Regions from separate parts of the Mus musculus genome. Here regions 2 and 3 are each linked to region 1. Evidence: chromatin contacts called from public HiCAR-type and promoter capture Hi-C data. All regions are on one chromosome and are shown on one strand. Each heading gives the region's core, a stretch centred on a gene start, on an enhancer-like site or on the middle of the called end of the contact. The rest is flanking DNA. Distances are from core to core; before and after follow the strand shown.

Evidence for each region. Promoter capture Hi-C pulls out the DNA fragments that hold promoters and counts their contacts. HiCAR-type assays count read pairs that join an accessible place to other places.
Region 2: a contact with region 1 is called in a HiCAR-type map of astrocytes, with 5 times the contacts expected there. The contact joins the promoter of Zfp395 here to the promoter of Pinx1 in region 1. A contact is called at or near these places in 3 of 39 promoter capture datasets (the C10 cell line, liver and pre-B cells) and 1 of 115 datasets of contacts at active chromatin or transcription factors (astrocytes).
Region 3: a promoter capture Hi-C map of pre-B cells shows a contact between it and region 1, with 3 times the contacts expected there. The contact joins the promoter of Ints9 here to the promoter of Pinx1 in region 1. A contact is called at or near these places in 2 of 39 promoter capture datasets (liver and pre-B cells) and 1 of 115 datasets of contacts at active chromatin or transcription factors (astrocytes).

The regions. Positions count from the first base shown.
Region 1 is chr14:63,857,604-63,862,684 of GRCm38.p6, forward strand. It overlaps Pinx1 (PIN2/TERF1 interacting, telomerase inhibitor 1), which reads left to right and starts at 2,709. Exons shown (of 7, transcript NM_028228.3): 1 at 2,709-2,844. The coding sequence starts at 2,826.
Region 2 is chr14:65,356,105-65,361,185 of GRCm38.p6, forward strand. It overlaps Zfp395 (zinc finger protein 395), which reads left to right and starts at 2,572. Exons shown (of 10, transcript NM_199029.2): 1 at 2,572-2,651.
Region 3 is chr14:64,947,760-64,952,840 of GRCm38.p6, forward strand. It overlaps Ints9 (integrator complex subunit 9), which reads left to right and starts at 2,534. Exons shown (of 17, transcript NM_153414.5): 1 at 2,534-2,608. The coding sequence starts at 2,600. It overlaps Hmbox1 (homeobox containing 1), which reads right to left and starts at 2,098. Exons shown (of 10, transcript NM_177338.6): 1 at 1,818-2,098.

The DNA.
Region 1 (5,081 bases), core at 1,459-3,958:
ACCCTCCTAAATATCTGCATCCAAGGAAATGACAGGAGATATTGTCCTCAGTTATTGTGCTTTGGAAAGACGGGTCTGGAACTGAAGATTGTTGCTCTGTGCCAATGTGTAATTTGCCTGTCTTAGTCCATTTGAGCTGTTGTAACGAAATACTTAAAGTGGCTTATAAATAACAGAAAATTATCCTTCAAGGTCCTGGAGGCTGAGTCCAAGGTCGAATGGCTGCCAGATTTGGTTTCTATGAGGGCTGATTCCTGGTTACCAGAGGCTGTCATGCTGCTGCATTCTTAGAGCATATGAGAGAAGAGGACATCTGGCTTCTCATTCTCTCTCTCTCTCTCTCTCTCTCTCTCTCTCTCTCTCTCTCTCTCTGAAAAGCACCAATCCCATCCTGAGGCTCCTTGGTCATGATCATGCACACACACCCTTAAAGGCACCACTTCCTCATCCCATCTCCTTGGGGGTGAAGGTTTCAGCCCATGAGTTAGTCTCCTTATAGTGGGTCTGCTCTTCTCTCTGAGCTTCCATGTCCCTGCCAGTTGTGGGAGGGACTATTGCTAACAATCCCCGAAGCTACCAGGGCCAACTGCTGCCATGCACCCCATCCCTAGGAGGTTACTGACCTCTTATCAGCCCCTGGCCATTCTGTGTAGTAAAGAAGCAAGCATGAGCATATTTTCTGACGACAAGACAAGCATCGATTGAGCCATTCCCGTTTCTAACCTCCCTCTCCCTTTGCCCATCTTTCTTTTTCTGTTTTGAGCTGTGACAACTTTTACTTTTTACCTCTGATGTTTCAAAAAAGTCACCTTGAATCGGGAATTCCACTCGGGAATTCCACTCAGCACAGTCTTTCTTCCTGGGAACAGCACACCATGGCTAGCTCTAGGAAAGGATACGGCGACCCCTTGCTCAGTCAGGTTCAGGCTACACATGGCTGAATTCCGAGCCCCATTAGCCAATATTAATAATGAAAGAGGAATGACGGTAGAAGGCACAAATGAATCATGTCAACCTGCTCTCTTCCCGGAGAATCACTGAGGATTTAGCAGAGAGCAGGAGTTTCACTCTCACAGCTACAGAATATTTTTTACATAATGCATGCTAAACTTCACACTGACAGTCTCAGGAACTTTTCCGGTTGCCTTTTATTTCTACAATGATTAAATAATTTACTAGCTTACTTTTTTTTTTTTTAATCACCAAGACTAGTTTCTGCTCTAGGCAAAGCCAGGATAGAAACAGGTTCCATACAGTGCCCTAATAAACTTGCTTCAGACTCCAGGGCTGCGTGGATTGCATACTTTCCTTTCTGTCCTCTCCACACTTGCTCCTCCAATTCTTCTTAAACTGGGGTTAATGGACAATAGAAGTTTACGATGCTCCCCAAAGATGTTTTCAAACAAACAAAGGACAAAGACTTTCAAAGGTAGCTGATGCTGTGATCCAGGGACACTCACCAGGAATTCTACTCTTTGGTGAATCTGCCTTGTCCTGTAAAGATCTTTTAGAGAGGAGTGAGGGGTCATACATCAAAGCTGGTGTCCTCACTGAATGTGAGGAAATGCTCCTGTGTGCCCTCCTTCTTTAAAGCTCACCGTTTACCTGGGCTTGGGCTTGGTTATCTAGAACAGGAACCCTGGCCCAGGGAAAGGGAAAGGATTTGGGGCAAAGCCCAGATATCCTAAGTAGGTGATTTGGTCAGACCCAGCCCCATTGCCACACGGTCACATTTACTGCCTCTTCTTTCTTGTTAATAATTGGTGGTCAAGTACACAATCATTCTTGGCTGGGGGCTATCAATGTCCTCATCTTACAGGTAGGTAAACGTGACAGTCATGCCTGATTCTCAGGTCCTCCAGCACAGCCCTATTTCACCAGCACACTGCATCATAGAAGAGTTGCCCTGAGTGCATCGGGGGTCTACATGGTATCTTGTTAGGTCTGATGAAAAATGGATGTGACCTTCCTAAGGAAAGACAAAACGAGGGAAGAAGAGCCTTTGGAAGGTAAGGGCACTGGCCGGTGCTGAAGGCATGGCTAAACAAAGAAGATTTGAGAAAAGCTAAGGTCTATTTGGAAGTCGAAGCCTTGACAAAGAAAGGGACGTTGAAGGGAGAGGCTAGAGGAAAAAAGGGCAAATAAACAGCGTGGGAGATAGCTGAGGTCACACCTTTGGAGGAGACAGGACAGCAAAAAGAGGGAACAGAATGTGACAGGACGCATTGAGCAAAAATGCCAGGGAGAGCGATGGAACTGGGAAAGGCCTCTGGGATTTAAGTCTGTCACAGCGAAGACCACGAAAGAGTTAACATTTCTCGGCCGGCCGTTAAGCACAAAACCACGGTGTTTCATTTGACTTTGCCAGCTAGGTGGCTGTTTCTGCCTTCTCTCCCTCCCTCCCTCCTCTCTCAGCATCCCACAATGGGCAGAGGTAGAGTGTGAAGAGCATAGGTCCCTTCCAGTGCCAATACCTTCCTCTTCGGCCGTCTCTCCAGCTCTTTAAATGTACCCATGGTTCACAGAACCCCGGACAACTCTAAGGTTGCTTGCACACCCGCTTTCAGAGTTAAACTGCGAACTGCGCACGAACCAGCTCTGCCCCAGCCCTAGAAAGAATCTGTGCCTCAGTCCCCCAAGGCGGGTCCGCCCCTCCGCTTCATGCAGTTGGTAGCGAGTCGCGCGTGGTGACGTCAGTAGTACGCGCCCCAGCGAAGCTCTCCACCCGGCGTGCTTTCCGAGCCGGCTTCTTCCTTAACCGCGCTTCAGGTTCCTCATAACCGCTGGGCGTCAGGCCAGAGGCAGCGTTCGACAAACTTGAGACAATGTCGATGCTAGCAGAGCGTGAGTGTCTGCCGAGCTGGACGACCGGGTGATGGGATGACGGGGGCGCGGGTGTTCAGGCCCGAGTGGGGACAGCAGTGACTGCCGGGCCCGCGAGGGACAGAGAACAGCAACGTCCCGCAGACTCAGTTCCTGGTACTAAAGGCTCGGGTCGTGCGCGCACGCGTGCATTCCGACATTCAGGACACCGAGTCTCAGACTGTTGTTCCTGGAGATTCTTTCACTTTTCCAGGCTCGAACCAAGTGTCCTGGGGTTTCACAAAGATAGGTCCCATAGCATCGCTTCAGGCCCTGAATTCCAACTGTCCAAAATGTATTGGACCCAGAGGAAAAAAGCAGAAGGATTACAAGTGTCAGGCAGTGATAAGTTCTTGACCGGAGTGCAGGCTGATGAATGGTTTTAATCGAGACTGAGAGATAGTAGCTGTGGTTAGCCTCTGAAGTCCACTAATTCCCTCCCCAGAAGCTACTTTGTTCCTGAATGAGACTACGTGTAGCTATGGATTCTTGCCACCAGTTGGCAGTCGTGTGATGCTCACAAAGAACTGGCTTTTAACTTTTCCTGGAAGTTGTGTAGCTATCAAAGAACATAAACATATTATTTTCTTTTTTAAAAGATGCCATCGTGTCTATCGGGCAGTGGTGGCGAACTCCTTTAACCCCAGCCCTCGGGAGGCAGAGGCAGGCGAATTTCTGAGTTCGAGGCCAGTCTGGTCTACAGAGTGAGTTCCAGGATAGCCAGGGCTACACAGAGAAACCCTGTCTCGAAAAAACAAAACAAACAAACAAAAAAAGTCACTGTGGCGTTTTAGAACAAAGCATGTTTTAGTGGAGCACACTGCTTTTCCTGAAGGCAGCTCAATAGGTTATAGACTGGAAACTGCTCTTTCTAGGTAGATCCCTCTTCCTGGCAGTTCACCTGGTCTCTACTTCCATGAAAATGAACTAGTCTCTGCCTCACCCAGGCTTTAAAGATTTTAGTGAGGTAACTGGATGAATCTAGTTTGGAATGTCAGTGGTATACAGGATGAACAAGTGACCTGACAGCCAGTTCTTTATGCAGCAGGGCAGTGCATCTTGGGTCAGTATGTGACAGGGATGCCTTTCTTAGGGGAGAGGCGGGCTCCTTACAAACCTTGGTCAGCAACCCTTGGCAGGCATTCTCCACACATGGGTCTGACACACACATGCAGAGCACTGGTTAATATGGCTGTCTTTGCTGTGCTCATGAGCAAGACAGTGTTGTGCTGAGTATATTATATACCAGGTTGTTGAGCTGGTATCTATGGAACAAGTTTTTGGATCAGCTTTCCCTCCCCAGGTATAGCACTGCAAATTTGAATCCACAACTCAGTTTGCTTTGTGGTGCCCTCCCCCACCCCCGGCCTGCATGCTTATAGTGTTTCTTGGTTTTGCTGGGGTGTTTATAGATAAGGATCCCTACTGATTTTACGTGCAACACAGTGAGCTCTTTTGAGTAGATGTTGTGATCTTTTTCAGTTTTGAGGCCATTGATGTTAGTGTGCTTCAATGAATGCCATGGGTTAGCAGTAATGACATTCAATCTCCGGATTTCTTACTTGGCCTCACCTTTAGGTTCAGATTCATGTTCTATTGACCTAGTGGGTCATAGTTTTTCCTCAAATTTGTAATAGTGAAGCCAGATGTGATGGCTCATGCCTGTGATCCCTGCCAAGTGGTGGAGGATGGTTACCAGTTCAAGGCCACCCTAGGCTACAGAGCCCGACTGTCTCAGATAGCAGACAATAAAGCTACAGTGATAAGCTTGAGTTCTTAGGGACCAGTTATTTATATTCATTTCGGAGAAAGCTTTACCTGAAACCCAGGGCCGTTCCCCTTATTTCAGCTATTCATTCCTTTTTCCTTTCTTCCTTTACTTCTCTCCTACCAGACTCCTTTATGTATCCATGCATCCTTATCAGGTGCCACTATGGACAGAGTGTTTTTTATCTTCCTTGTAATGAGGTGTAAGGATGAAGGATTGATTATGACACTTAAGGGAGGGAAGATGGGTATAAACAGCACAGTGCAAGTGGTATGTGAAGTGCCACAGATGGTTCTGGAGGCTAAGTGAATCCATGATGGTGTTGAATAAGCAGAGATGTATCATCTGTTAACCATGATGTTCAATTGATTCTTTCTAAGGCCATAATGACTTGTGTATTGTGAATTTAGAATGTAAGTTGATCTGGGCATGGTGGTGCACACTCATAATG
Region 2 (5,081 bases), core at 1,322-3,821, 1.5 Mb after region 1:
GATTTCTGTGAGTTCAAGGCCAGTTGGGGCTATACAGAGAGGCCCTGCCTTAAAAAAAAAAAAAGCAAATAAATAAAAATTATAAAAAGAAAAAAATTGGGCTGGAGATGTTGCTCAGTTGGCAGTATGATTGCCCAGTATGCACGAATGAAGCCCTGGGTTTGGTTCCCAATGAAACATAAATGGATGTCGGTGCCTGCCTGTGACCCCTGTTCTTGGGAAGTGGTAGAACCCTTGTCTATCTAAAAAGCTTAGTGTAGGCTTACTTACAATGCTAAAGATCCTGTCTCGGAAAACACAGTTAAACAAAAACCGAAGCCAGACCCTCATCCCTTTACAGAGCCTAGCCGTTTAAATCTTGCCATGTTGCTCACACTCCAGCTGGAGACCTACTCTGTGTATACAACTTTCATTTAGCTCAACAAGCACTTCTGGAGCCCCGGATTTTACTATGAAGACTCACTTGTCTCAGACACCCTAGTCCCTGGGCTACAATGATCAATTACGTGCTTTGTTTTCTGTATTGCTCAATTCTGAGTGAGCAGCAGTCTGCTTGTGAGGAGGCCAAGCGTTCCTTGGGGCAGAGACTGTATTGCAAACTTCAGGGTGATCAAGAAAGACTTGAGAGGAGGGACTGACTATACAGAAGCATTTGGGGACAACTGGAACAAGAACAGAAAGCCATGCATGGACTGCATATGTCCCTTTAATCATAAAGTGTACATTTCCAATCCATATCTTCATGTTAAGGGAAGGCTTTGTGTATTAAATAAAGTCACCGATGTGATGCCCTATAACACTTTATTCTTATCTGGAAACAGAACTTTTTCCTGAGGTTGAGAATTAAAAGGGAGAAGCAGTCTTGGGTGAACTACACCCTGGGCAGGCTGATCCTAGAGCAGGTAAGGCAGGCATTTGAAACTAGTTAATTCATCCATGTGGGGCTGTCTTGTGCACAGCAGGATATTGGTGGAATACTTAGCCTTCAGCAGCTTAAATGACAGTGAGAAATCACCCTCCCAACACCAGTAAAAATATATCTAGATATTTTAAGGACAAATTAATATTATTAGGGATAAAAAAAATCACCCCTAGTTGAGAATCATCTCCTGTAGGAATTTTGATTCCAGTTGGATAATTTTATTTCAACAAATAGTTGAGGGCAGAAAAAAGGACATACTATTTTTTTAAAATGTATTTATTGTGTATGTACAGGGCTGGAGTTGATTCCCTCCGCTATGTTGTGCATGTTGGGGCTCTAACTTGTGACATCAGACTTGGTCACAAGCAGTGTTACCCACGAGCCCTCTTGCCAGTTCCCAGGACATATTGTTTTTCATTTGCCGTGAGCTAGGCACTATCTCTAGTTACACTGCTTTGTTTTATAGATCAAGAAGCTGATGTGTTTAGGGCTGAACCTGCTAAAGATGCCAATGCTAACTCAGCTCTTAAAATGGGATGTGATTCCCAAGCTCTACTAACACTCCACGGCCTCCTAGAAACACAGGAAGTCCAAAATTGGAGGTGAACTGCAACTTCGAAGTATTTTAAAACTTTTTTTTTGAGAAGGGAGGGGCTATTACTCTTTTACTCATTAAATTTGATTGTAAACACACACACACACACACACTCACACACACTTAGACATTCGCACACACCCCTCTCCACTGTCCTTGGCCTTATCTAGAAAAAACACAGAACTACACAATGGAACCGCTTCGATTCTCCCTGTTACAAATTATCCAAAAGCCAGAGCCTAACGGTGCCAAAAAGCAACCGGTATTGTTTACACAAGGGCTGAAGGCTAATAGTTAACTTTCTCCTATTTAATTCCAGAAACAGTAAACATCGCCTCGCGCTACAACTACAAACGAATAAAAGTCATAAAACTGGAGAAGAACACTCTTGGTCCAAAGCGAAATGGAAAGGTTGGGTTTTCAAGCGCTTCCGCCCTCGCGCGCCGCCTCCCGCTACCCGGCCTCGGGTCCCTGTCGCCCTCGCCAAGCTCCTGTCCCTGGCGCCTAGAGCTTCTGGCTTCCTTTCCCGCCCTGGGGCGCGCTGGAAAAACAACAGCCAGAAACTTTGGTTGGGTTTGCAGTTCAGTTGGGGGGGGGGTCGGGGGGGGAGTCAAAAAAAAAAAAAAGGAGGCGCGGGGGTAGCAGATACGCTAGTTCGGTTCCGGGTGGTGCTGAACGCTCGGATTTCGGGGTGGGGGCTGGGGAAGTGGGTCACAACTCGGTCAGGTTCAAGTGCGCATGTGTGAGAGGAGTCGCTCCAGCACTTATTGAGCGCCCACTGTGTACCGCCAAGCAGGGTGTGTGGAGCGCGCGCGCGCACGTCCGGGGCTGGGGCTGGGGGCGCGCGAGTCGTGCGCGCGCGTGGCCGGGGGTGTGTCCCTGCGTCTGGCTGGCTCGCGGGCGGACTGGCTGCGAGCGGCTCGGCGCGCTCCCTTCCCGGGCGGGGGAATCCGGGCCGGGTTGTGGCCGCGGCCGCGTACGTGAGCGCAGTGTCCCGGAGAGGGAGGGCAGGCCGGCCAGGTGGGCGCGAAGGCGGCGGCGCGGGAGGCGGCGCAGTGCAGGGGCCGCGCCGGTGGCGGGCAGGGCCGCGGCCGCTGCAGGGAGCCGAGCTGTCTGGGTCAGTGGCCGGCCGAGGTGAGCTGCGCGCGGGACCTCGCATGGGTTGCAGCCCGGGTTTGGGGCCGACAGCCAGGGGTGGGTGGGAGACCCGGGAGGCTCGCGCGGCCCGGGCAGGACCGGGGCTGCTGCGGCGCTGGCGGGGTGACTGGGTGGGGGTGGCCGCTCTCCCTCTCACGCGTCGCCTTGTTTATGTCGCGGGTCCTACGGCCCGATCTCCCTCCCAACTTTGAGTGGTGGCCGGGAGTGGCCTCGCGGGGCCACACTGACCTGTTAACCTGCTCCCTTTCCGGCTGAGCCGTCAGCCCTGCGCTATGCGCGCCCCTGCCCTCTCCATAACCAGAGAGTGCCGTGCTGCGGGACTGGCCTCGCGACACACCCTCTCTCAACCCCCTTCTTGCGGCCCCTTTCGCCGCCCCCTTGGCTCTAAGCCTTCCGGGCTCACCCCGGGTCCCTCCCGGGCCGTGGCACTGTGGGCCTCTGGAGTGGCCCATGGGGGCCTGCAAAGGGAGTTTGTCATGGGCAAACAATTCCAAGGCTTCCTGCCTGGGAGTTAAGGCTCTGCACCTTCACTTTAGGGCCCTCTTGGAGATCTAAAGAGACCCACCTGCCAGCAATCTTGCAGGAGCCCTGTTTTCCATCCCTCCCTTTCCTGTGGTTCTGGAGGACTTCCACCAGGCATGGGTTCCCATGATGCCAGGCCATGGCACAGGGGCTATCTATAGTTCTTCACTGCTTTCTGCAAGATCCCTTAACAGAATGGTGTAAAGTGGAGCAGTTTGTTTCAAACTGAGCAATCAACAGGTATTGTAGCCTGAGGACATCCTTCTAAGGGGGGTTGTGTAAATAGAGGTTCTTGCTTTGGAAGGGTGAAACACAAGGAAATTGGTTAGCCCACAGGTACCTCTGAGAAGCCACTCTGCCCTCTTCCCACTGCCAAGCTTTCTGGATGATGTCTCTGAAAGCTATGAGAGAGAAATGATTTGAGAGCTCAAATGCAAATGAACGTGCAAGGGCTGCAAAGTTACTGTGCAGGCTCAGGCACAGGAGGCATGGGAGATAAAGGTGGGGAAGGGAATACGGAACTCAGTTTGAAATAATTTCCACCTGTGGATAATTCCCTGGCAAGACTCAGTCAGAAGGAGGAGTTCACAGGTGACAAGTTTACAAAAGGATGTCCAAGGGCTTGCTTGTCTTGGTGAGAAAGGCAATAGAAGACTCATAGATAACACCCGTCGGGGCTTGTAATCTCTTGGAGGACATAGAAAGACTTGAGCATGTGAAATATGACTCCAGATGGGGCACAGTTAGTTGTCACAATGCCAGGTGCAGAACTGGGTGCTGTTGGAGGTCACAGGGAGGGAGGGAGCTATGGACTGGAATTACCAGGCCTGGGCTATGTGTCCTTGAAAGATGGGATTTATGAAAATGGGATACAAAGTGGAGATGAATATGGGTTTCTCTAGAGTCCAGGAGATGGCCTTGGCCCTCCTGGAATGTTTCCTGAACAGTAAGAGATAGAGAGAGGAATAGTGGCTGAGATTGTGAAAGTCCTAGAAAGTCAGACTGAGAATTGGACTTTTATCCAGGGTGGACTGGGAAGACAGTAGACCAGGGGATGAGGTAACAAGGATATTGGTAAAGAGTTTTGAATCTGATGTTAGGAGACAGACCAGTGAAGTAGCCTGTTGCACTTTTGGAGTGCTGTGGGTTTGGACTTGGTTTTACTGGAAGACACTGCTGTTGAAGTAATCTGTTGACGGGGTGGGTGAAGGGAAGAAATGAATAGGAATTAATTCCTGGAGGAAGCTGATCACACACCAGGGCCTGGAGCTGCTGTAGTTGTTAACCGGACTCTAAAATGTGTGTTTTGCAGAGAAGATGATTGCCACTTGGGCCCTAGAGAGGTCTCTTTTGTTTTATCTGGAAGTAGGTATGTTGGTGTTAGTAACTGTGGCTCTGATAGGTTATGCCCTGGAGCAGAGTGTATGGAGACCCGTCAGGGAACCCAGGGAACAAGCTCGCAGTTGTTTTGGTTGTAGGAGCAGCAGAGAATCCATGCAGGACTGAGGGTCTGACCTGCAGGGCTTCTGTTTTGACCTTTTACTGGACACTGTCTGGATTTGGCCCTGGATGTGGAGGAGCAATGCCGGGGAGTGGGCTTCTAGGGAAATGAGGCCATTTATTGTAAGCAGGGGTGGGGGTGGAGGGAAGTGGGGTGGGCTTTGCTGGAGGAGAATGTTAGACTCTGCTGCGTGCTGAACTTTACTCTTTACCGAGATGTAAGTCTCCTGCACTGTTTGTGCAGAGAGGGATGAACAGCAAGACCAGTTAAAGGAAGACAGGAATTTAGGACCTTTTGTGTGGGTCTGGTTTATCCCAGTCCCATCCAGTAACCCTGTCTCAGGATTCTGGTGAGAAGGCATAGAAGGGAGCCGGCACTCTTTT
Region 3 (5,081 bases), core at 1,284-3,783, 1.1 Mb after region 1:
TGAAGAAGATGTATTTTGGACTGAGGGAGTACAAAATGTATGATCTTAAATTCTCCTGGTGTAATGTCATTAAATATTCAAGACTGTGAGAAACAAGAGATGTTTCATTCCAACCCTAATTGAAAATGGAAAAATAAAATAAAATTTCCCAAACTTGACTTATAAGCATAATACAACCAGATCCAGCAACTTAGCCGTGCAATTTTAATAAGTTTAATGCAAAGCACTGCAAACCTGATGTGATAATGACTTGTGGCATAAATGCAAAATAACAACAAATTCGGGTCCTTTTCACTTAACGATGCATTTTATAGTGAAACCACAAAAAGCACAGCCCATATTAGCACAAACTAAGCAAAAAAGTACAGGAGGTATTATGTCCATCGGGAAGAGAAATGTTCTGTGCCAAGGAAGGAAGGAAGGAAGGAAGGAAGGAAGGAAGGAAGGGGGTGGGGGAGAGAGGAAGCTAAGGAAAGATAGGAAAGAGAAGGCAAAGATTTCTATTATCTGCAGGTCCCCAGAAAAAGGGGCACGTGACTATACCCTATATAACAGACGAGGGTTTTTTTAAGCTTCAGACAAAAATAAAAATAGCAATCACTTTTATCATTCAACTTTACGAAGCGTGTATCTTTACTGCTAAGTGCATTCTTTGCTTCACTCACCCAATGCTTCCTCACTCTTCCATACCAGTTTTCAAGCATTTGTGACACAGAACAGGGTGGGGTAGAAGAAAAAACAAAACAAACAACAAAAAACAAAAAACAAAAAACAAAAAAAGACCACAGCGCCTTTCAGCGCACAGTCAACCCTCTTCTCCGCAAAAAATTTCCAACAGTTTTTTCAACTACGAAAATAAGTCGCCTTATCTACCTCAGGATACAGAGCAGACGTTCTGTCTCATTAGAAGACAGCGATGCGGATGGCATTTAGCACTCGAGATTCCCAGCCCCACGTTCCCGAATTTTAAATAACTGGCAAGCTACTGAGCATGAAGATGACAAGATACCTCTACTTACTGTTTCGGGGTGAAGGTGGGTGGAGGACTCCTTTCAAAGTAGCCCCAATAGTGTAACCCAAACACGGTTCCGGAATAAAATACTAAGAGACACTTTTCCTTTCCCACCTTTAGCTGCCGACTTGAGGCAAAGATGCATCTCCACATCACATCATCTATATAGTCCTGCCGGGAGTTTGGGGTGGAGACTGGCCCAGAGTAGGGCACCGAGTGTGAGCTGGGCGCCCAGACACTAACGAGTTACTGAGCCCCCCCAAACCCTGCACAAGATCCTTGGACCAAAAGTCCAGCCCGGGACTCCTGCGTGCTTCCCAAGCCCAGGCCGCTTATCTCTGACTCCAGCCATCTAACTTACCATCTACAGACATTCCTTCAAGACGATCGCAGCACCCAAGTACACGTCACAGTTTAAAACACAGCGAGACACTCCCCAAACAAACCAGCACACCTCGAAACCACCTTACAGTTTCTCAAACTCCCAAGCAGGAAGACCCCCCAACTCCAGGATTCAAACCTTCCGCCGGTCCTGAAGACCAGAGAGAAGTTGGGAAGCCATCGACGCCTCTCCACGCCCGCCCCTCACAAACTGCCCCACCCCACAGCCCGCGCACGGCCGCCCCCTCGGAAGTACCCCTACTTGCTCCCCTATGCTCAACCTGGCTACTCCAGAGACCCATCTGTGGCGCCTACTCACTTTCTCTCCCCCCCAAACATCTCGACATTTTTTTTTCCTTAAAGTAATGAGAGAAGTGAGGAAAAGAGACTTGAGGCAGTCCAGCTTGCAAACGACCCCACTCACCTTGGAAATCCAGCTGAGAGTTCTCTGCACCCTGCTCAGCCCCCTCCCCAGCGTCCCAGTGCAAGGCTGAGGGAGGGAGGAGGAAGGCGGGAGGGGGAGGGGATCTTCACCGCGGGGCGCCCTGCGGGAGGGGCTGAGGAGGGCTCCAGGCCCGCGCAGGAAGAGCCTAGGGGGGAGGGGAGGCCCCTATCTCCCAGTCTCCCCCTGAAAACCTCCCTTGTCTCAATCACATCAGACTGACTGTCTTTGTCTGGCTGACAACCGCCATATTGATAGCAACAGCCCCGCTCCCACCTGCTGCCGCTGGGCATCCCTGGGAGTTGTAGTTTCCGGTTCCCTAGAGGAAAAGTGCAGAGTTGAGGGTCTGAGGCCCTAGGGAACTACAGCTTCCAGCAGGCACTGCGCCCATACGCCTTCCCACAGGGAGGAGGGGAGCTGGGAGCTGAAATCGTGCGGACTACACATCCCAGAATACCATGGATGCTAGACCCAGATGAGGGACATGATATCATGCTGGGATGGAAAGGAAGGATGAATTGGCGGCGGCGATGAATTTGAGCGGACGGAAGGAGGTGATTAGAGAGAAAAGGGAGGAAAAGGAAAGACGCCCACAGTGCCCATGATACCTGCAGTAAAACTACATTTCCCGTGAGGCTCTGGAAAATGCTTAAGGAGTGAAGACTCCAAGTCCCGCGATGCTCTGGGCTATAGAGATTAAACCGGAAGATCCTTCCCTGTCTTTAGAAGTGAAGAGACTGGTACTGAACAACCAAAAGTCCGATATGAAACTGGTGAGTTTCCACTACTAAGTCAGAGGGCAAAGGTAATGAATGCTATATATCTTTGGAGTCTGTCGCCTCCACCATGATTTATCACGGAGGGAGGTCAGCACTTAAAAATTATAAAGTGAGCTGGGTTTTGCGATTGGGATTTGAATTCCCGCTTGCTCACATCCCACAGCTCCTGCATCTGTCAGGAGGTCTTCATTACTGTTTGGCAGATCCCTTTGGCCGCACGTGAGGTTGTATGTTACATTTCTTCACCCTTGGGCTAAAGATAGGCTCCAAAACTTTGGTTTGGTCATGTTTCTCAGCCTGCACCTGAGAGCTATAATAGATCATCAACCACTTTCCACTTAATGAGCACTTGAGTGGACTCCTACTGATATTGCGAGGCTGGATTCCGATCTGAACAGAAAGTAGGAGCGATCAGACAGAAGGTCTAAATGTCCTGTTACTCCTAACTGCAGTTCGAATTACAAGAAAGAGATGCTAAAGGGTGGTGCCCTTGAAGGATTCCCGTCTAAAGCCTGCTTGAAATAAACAGCTCTAGATAAAACATGCCTCCTGAAGAAGTAACTGTGTGGCAAAACACTAAGCTGACAGGTGGCCTTTTCAGATATTTGCTTTGCCCCATTTTTCTGAGCACACCGTTCTAACAAGTTGTTTTATTCAAGCTTAATGGAATAAGTAATAGAGTAATAAGGAAATTGAACGCAGGTGTGAAATGCTTGTCGTCGCCCTCCTATTCCCTACATTCTCACTGCCAACTTACTGTAGAATCTTCCTAATTGCTACGTGGAGAGAAATATCCTCAATAGAGTGAAGTGTGTTTGGTATGTTCTGTTTAAGAGAGAAGCGATGCAGAAACGTTTATTCCAGAACAACTTTTTTTTTTTTTTCTCTTCTTCTGTTTTTTTGAGATAGAGCTTCTCTGTGTAGCCCTAGCTGTCCTGGAATTCTCTTTGTAGCCCAGGCTGGCCTCTCAGAACAACTTCTTTGGGAGGGTATCAGAACTTAGGTACTTTTTGCTTTACTCATAAAATCTTCTTGCTTAACGTATACACAGAGGTTAAAGCAGGGAAGGAGCAAATGGAAAATTAGCCATTCCCTTTCAGAATCAAAAGCTGGCGAAAAGAAACCAGATGTGGCACACCTTTAATTCCAGCACTCAGGAGGCAGAGGCAGGCAGACCTCTGAGTTCTAGGATAGCCAGGGAAGTTATACTGAGAAATCCTGTCTCAAAAAAAGAAAGAAAGAAAGATAAAGAAAAGAGAGAGAAAAAGAAATCAAGAAAAGGAAGTATTAAAAAGAAAGAAAAGAAAAAGAAGTATTCTAATTATTATCTTCCCTTTCAAACAGTGTAGATCCAATAATTAATCCAATAATTACTATCCGAATATCAAAATAGTTTCTCAGTAGGTTAAACTTGTGTGCTGTGCCTACCAAAGGGTTTGAATAAACTTTCTCAGGTCCTTACATTTTAGCTCTGTTTACTGCTTTAAAAATGTGAGGTTGGCTATGGGTTTTGTATATTATAGGGACTAGGGATCTATGTCAGTGGCAGCATGGTTGCCTAGGATGCACACAATACATTGGGTTTGGTCTTCAGCATGATGGTAATGAGTTACATTGTGAAACACAAACATGCTTTTGAACAAAGTCTTGTTTTTGAGTAAGACTTTCCCTTGCTGGGCAGTGGTGATGCACACCTTTAATCCAAGCACTTGGGAGGAGGAAGCAGGCAGATTTCTGAGTTGGAGGCCAGCCTGGTCTACAGAGTGAGTTCCAGGACAGCCAGGACTGCACAGAGAAACCCTGTCTCAGAAAAACAAAACAAAACAAATAAGACTTTCACAGGTGCACATGAGGGATAGCCACATCTTGATTCTTTTCCCTTAATGAGAATTTCTTGAATAGGTCTGTTTTTCTGTCTTCTTACTAATACTGCTTACTTACTTACTAATACTGTGATGGTTTGTTTCACTGGGCATTTGGAATTCAGTAAGACCTTCTGTCCTTAAGTTTTGTTTTTGTTATTGTTTTTGTTTATCAGCTTCACACAAAGCTAGAGTTATCTGGGAAGAGGGGTTTCAAATGAGAAAATGCCTCCCTTTAGTCTGCATTTCCTTGATTGACGATTGATGTGGATGGTGTCAACCCACTATTTGTGGTACTATCTCTGTGCAGATGTTCCTGAAGCTGATAAGAAAGCAAGCTCAGCAAGCTGTGGGGAGCAAGCAATAAATAGCCTTCCTCCATAGCCTCTGTTTCAGTTCCTGCCTCTAGGCCCTGACTTCCCTACGTGATGGATGTGATCGGGATCTAAACTAGTTAAACACTTTGCCTCCTTTTGGTCACAGTGGGTGTTGTTTATGGTTTTGTTTGTTTAGTTGGTTGGTTGGTTGGTTTCGGTTCGCCTTTAGTTTTGTTTTGTCTTGAGACAGGGTCTCACTATGTAGCTCCGGCCATCTTGGAACTCACT